2 separate regions of the Zea mays genome follow, and region 1 is linked to region 2. The links are chromatin contacts, called in public Hi-C maps. All regions are on one chromosome and are shown on one strand. Each heading gives the region's core, a stretch centred on a gene start, on an enhancer-like site or on the middle of the called end of the contact. The rest is flanking DNA. Distances are from core to core; before and after follow the strand shown. Region 1 has its middle 150 kb from the start of LOC100277478. Region 2 holds the start of LOC100279417 (Protein WALLS ARE THIN 1).

Evidence for each region. Hi-C and Micro-C count contacts between places; a contact is called where the count stands out from the background.
Region 1: a contact with region 2 is called in a Hi-C map of ear, with 2.4 times the contacts expected there. The contact joins the enhancer-like site here to the promoter of LOC100279417 in region 2. A contact is called at or near these places in 2 of 25 Hi-C or Micro-C datasets (ear and tassel).

What each region holds. Positions count from the first base shown.
Region 1 is chr4:52,959,062-52,961,761 of Zm-B73-REFERENCE-NAM-5.0, forward strand. No RefSeq gene overlaps it. Among protein-coding and RNA genes, the nearest start is that of LOC100277478, 150 kb to the right of the region's middle. Within about 2 kb of position 1,315, at least 11 of the 20 cell types and tissues checked have an H3K27ac peak or open chromatin away from gene starts, as enhancers often do. A contact at or near this core is called in ear and tassel, where this site is marked.
Region 2 is chr4:52,773,399-52,776,098 of Zm-B73-REFERENCE-NAM-5.0, forward strand. It overlaps LOC100279417 (Protein WALLS ARE THIN 1), which reads right to left and starts at 1,400. Exons shown (of 4, transcript NM_001152429.1): 1 at 1,040-1,400; 2 at 855-917; 3 at 233-752. The coding sequence starts at 1,251.

The sequences.
Region 1 (2,700 bases), core at 65-2,564, 190 kb after region 2:
TAAATACATGTCTGGACTTTTTGTGAGGTGATACTAGCACTTTTCCACCCACAACCACAAAGGTATTCTTGATCTGATTCGCCTCCAAGCCAGAGTGTTCTCTCCGTGTTCATCTTTTTTCCCCGCAACATGTGTATTGGCCGTAGGTATATATTAATTATTGGCTATTTTTCCTCACCTAACGTACACGGATGTTTGTATGTGCCGTTATGATGGCTTTCCAGTAATCAGTGAATTGGAGTGGCATGTACGCACTACACCAAAACCATCACTTAATTTGGTGCTTTTCACTCGATAATCTATCCTATTTAGCGATGTACAACCTCATTTAGTACCCTGATCTCTTGAGGGTTCTTTACGTGGGTTAAATAAAAAAATACAAGAGACTAGTTCTTCGTGAAGAGCTCGTCCATACACGACTTTTGATACACATTATTTACTAAATGTATTTATGATGTGATTGATTTTAAAAACACTCTATTATATAATGCAGTTCCTTATATGTCTCTTGTGCTTAGAAAACCGGTCAGAAGACTCTAGCTAGGTTGTACAAACTCTTAGTAGTGATATTTAGCATGGGTGGCTGAAGGAGGCTTTTCTATAGTTAATCACAAAATAGTATTAAATATAAACTTTGCATATGGAATTATATATGCAAATAAAGATACAGCAACCGTATCTGCCGGCCATTGTACTACAATTAATTATTCCACAGCTTTGCTCCCAATGCACTTTAGTATTATAGACATCAGGTGTCCAATTTGTGCTCTGGTTGTGCAATATATTTTAAGCACCACATCATAACCTGGGCCACGCTTTAATTCCAATTTACAAGTTATTAATTATATTATTAGTCGATCGACAGCTTTTATTTTGATTTGGCCGGCTTAAAAGTCAGGGTTCCTCAATGTGTATCCCCATCAACGATATATAATTAACTGCAGTAGCCAGCGAGTATTACCAGTAGTGATATCGACTTATATGGACTAGAGGTGCATGTTCCATTGCTGGCCATCTAAAGCAAATGGTGAGGGAGACTAAAAGCCGCGAGCATCGGAGGTGTGTATATGCAAGATACATTACGTTGCGTTGCGGGTGGAGGCGGTATCCAGGGGAACAGGTAGGTCTCCCTGTGCAACAACATGCCATGCGTGCAGCAGAGTCCAAGTGAGAGAGAGAGAGGTCAGCGAGGCGGCATCCCCTCCAACTCCGACAGCTTGGATCCATACGATTGACGGGCGACACACTGCACTGCACGACAACAGCAACAGATCCCGCCACACAGCTGAGAAAGAAGCGCGCGGCGCGGCAGCAAATCCTGACGCTGCGCTATATGGTCAAGCTGGACCACGACATGCATCGTCAGCAGCACAAGGCATGCGGGCCGACGACGGCCGAGGCAGCTAGTGCGCGCTTTCTGCATGCCGACAGAACTGAACTGGGCGAAGTGATGAACTGCTCGAACCATAGCCGGCAGGCAACGAGGCACGCACGCACAAAAGCAAGAGAAAGCATGCAGCGGCACCGGCAGTGCAGATGCTCCACGCATATATGCCCGCGCGGCTACGGACGTTCCAACGACAGTTCTTGTAGACCGATCGGACGGCCGATTTAATTCCAATAGCTTAAAAGGCCCGTCGTCGGAGGTTATAATAATGTCGGTCGGACGTCTCAAGCCATCAGACGTTAGTCTTATATCTGACGGTTTATATGACAACCGTCGAAAATAATAGGGTGTTTAGTTTGAAAAATGAGCTAGCTAGTTAATTATTTTCTCGTTCCTCAGTTTTGTATTTGGCTTGTGGAATGAAATGAGTTGATCTATCATCACTTAATTTCTCATAGTTGGTTAGTACTAATATGAAGAATGTAGTCGTCCCACTAAATTTAAATAATTGACACATGATGTACCATCTCATTTTGGATGAAGTGATCCATCAAACCAAACACCCCTGTAAGATAAGCCGTCAGATATAGAGTTCATTGCTATCATGGTACTTTTTATGTCGGTATTCTCCCTTCTAGTATTCACAACTTCACTTTCTCTATAATAGTAATCATAAGTAATTTTATTCTTCCAAATAGTACTCTGATCATTTTTCATTATTTATATTATTTTACCTTTTTCCTTACCTGGCTATTCTACCCCTGCTCATCTCCTCCAATCGAGAAGAGTCCCTTTTCAGAAGCAACATATTGCAATTGGTTCATGCATCCAAATTTTATGTCTATAGCACCATGTGGGAGCGGAAGGCCATCACTACCAGAATCGGCTGCTTTGCCGAGTGTCTGAAGCACTCAGCAAAGCCTAAAAAACACTCGGCACAGGCTTTACCGAGTGTTGCACTCGGCAAAGAGGTCTCGGTGAACAGTACATCGGCAAAGGCTTCTTTGCCGAGTACTTTTCTCGGGCACTCGGCACAGACTTTGCCGAGTGCCAGAGAGTACTCGGCAAAGAAAAGTCGCCGTCACGGTGCCAGGGTGACGGAGACGGCGTGACACTCGGCAAAAAAATTACTCTTTGCCGAGTGCATCCTAATACACTTGGCACAGAAGTTATTCTTTGTTGAGTGTCTGCCGGCCAGCACTCGGCAGAGTCTTGTCGGCGTTTCGACCCCGGAGGGTCCCTGGACCGACGAGTAAAATTGTCGCCGCGTGTCCCAGCCCAGATGGGTCGGCGCGAGACGGAGCACGAAGGGG
Region 2 (2,700 bases), core at 150-2,649:
ATAAGTATAATGTACAAATATAACTAATAGAAACCAAATAATATTGATTAGGCATTATAAGTATCATCATATAAATTTGATTAAGCCTGAGATACTTTGGCTCTACACAAGAGTTGGAATAGCGTATTATTATATATAGTGCAATATGTATATACTTCATAATAAGATAGGAGTACGTTGTCGTAGCATGCAGCAACCTAGCTAATAAGTAGAGAGAGATATATATACTCACGGCATATAGGATGGTGAAGAGCTCGGATCCGGAGTGGAACTTCCATGCGTCGGCGTCCCTCTCCATGAAGGCGGCGATGATGAGGAACTGGATGACGCCGAAGAAGCAGGTGTAGGAGGTGACGGACAGCCGTGCCGGGTACTTCTTCAGCACGGGAGCCTGCAGCACCAGCCAGCCGGACCACGACAGGCAGTGCCCGATCAGGTACACGCAACCCAGCGTCCAGTTCTTGTCGCCGGCCACCGCCTTGCTGGTTGACGCCAGCTCGAGGCCGCCGCCGCCGCCGGGACCGAAGATGGTGGGGCCCTTGTAGAGCGTGATGACGGATGCCCCCGCCACGCACGCCAGCGTGCCCGCCACCTTGGCTACGCCGTCGCGGCGGTCCAGCCGGACCTTCTCGATCCGCAGCGCCGCGGCCATGGCGAAGGTGATGGCCGGGACCGAGTTCTGGATGGCGGACGCGAACGTCGGCGACGTGTTGTCCAGGCCCAGGAGGTAAAACCCTTGGTTCGCCGTGATGCTGATGATGACAACAAGCATGCATGCGTGCATAATTACTACGATTTACTGTATCAGTCATGCATGATGGGCATGCATGCATATGTTGGTGTCGGTAGCTTACCCGCAGAGCGCGAGAAAGAAAAACTGGACGACGAAGTTGAGGGTCAGCTGCGGCCTGTCTTTCCTGCAGCAGGGGCCGGGCACGCACGCACATACGCAGGCAGTTCATATACATCATCAGCTAGCAGCAGCAGCAGCGAAATAAAAAAAAACATGCATGCAAGCAATTGTGCCAGCAGTGCGTACTTCTCTAGAAAGTAGGCGAAGGGCACGAGGAGGCAGAGCGCGATGATGTTGCGGTAGACGGGGAAGACGAGCTTGCTGATGCCCATGTTGAGCGCCAGCCGCGACACCACGTGGAAGCCCGCGTAGCCGAACTGCAGCGCCAGCATCGCAACGTGCAGCTGCGCCTTCTCCGGCATGCCGCACACCCGCCGCCCCTCCCCCGCATCTGCCATTTTGCGATCGCTAGCGGCGTTGCCTAGCCGACCGGCGACACACCCGGCTAGCCGAGCTAAGCTATAGCTTGCTCGCTAGCTAGCTAGCTAGGCCGAGATCGAAGAACAGGTGTGTGAGAGAGAGAGGAGGGGGACTATATTCAAGCAAGAGCACCAAGAGTGGGGAGTGAGTGAGCTCCGGAGGGGGTGGCTATATAAAGGGCAGCAAGTGCAAGCCAGAGTGAGAGGAGTATAGCGACCGACGGAATGTCCGAGGCCGAGGGAGAGTGGTGTTGTACTGTGAGCTCCACACTACTGCATGTGGGCCCCAAGGTTGGAGCGGCAAAAGAAAGAGAGAGAACAGAGAGGGATGTGGCTATAAATGACCAAACGGGCGGCCCGGTCCAGCCCTGACACGGTCAAACACGGCATGGTTAGGGTACGTTCCGTTTGGCCCGTTTAATAGCCGTGTCGTGCCGGCACGGCACTAGTATCTTAACCTACGCCCAAGCACGGCACTGAACCTCCTTAGCCGTGCCGTGCCGGCACGGTAGGTCCGGGCAGCCCGTACAAGAAAACGTTGAAGAAGTATCGGTAAATTTGAGAGTGTCGGCCCAGACACTCTTAATACTGTAAAAGTGTGGCTTTTTACTGTACCGAAACTCTTAAATTAAGAGTGTCGGGGTGCCGAGAAAACCCACACTATTAATTTAAGAGTGTCGGGGTACCGCGAAAGCAGCAAACTCTTATTTTTTAACCCTACCCAAACACGACTGCTCTGTCTTCCTCAGCCGCGCCGCGTCCTCACCAAAAATCCCGCGCCCGCCCATTTCTCCCCTACCGCGCCGCCGCCGTTTCTCCCTCCCGCCGCGTCGCCGTCTTCCTCTGCGTCGTCGCCTTTTGTCCCTCCCGCCGCGCCGCCCTCCCGTGCCCTCCCCCGCGCCACGCAGAGCCACCCCTCTCCCGCGCCCTGCAACTGCGCCGCGCCGCCCTCCCGTGCCTGCAGCCGCGCCGTGCCGCCCTCCCGCGCGTTGCAGCCGCGCCCTCCCCCGCGCTGCTCCTGCCGCGCCGCACCGCGCCCTCCCCCGCGCACCGTGCTTCAGCCGCGCCGCACCCTGCCGCGCGCGACCTTGCTCCACAGCCACGCCGCGCCCTCCCCCGCGCGGCTTGCTCCATAGCCGCACCGCCCCTGCACTAGCCGGGCCGCCCCACCGCCTCGCCGCCCCACCGCATCTTCACGGAGAGCGCCAAGCTACCAAACGAGGCACTGCTCGAGTGCTTTAGCGCCATGTCACAGCTGTCGCTCTTCGCGCCGCGTCGCCCCTGCACCAGCACCGCCGCGCCGCTACCGTAGCACGAGGGGCACCACGCGCTCAGGTAATCAGCTCTTAGTCTCTCAATCTCGATGTGCAATATAGATATAAATTTTATTGCTGATTGTTGATTATTTTCTTGTATATTATTGTTACT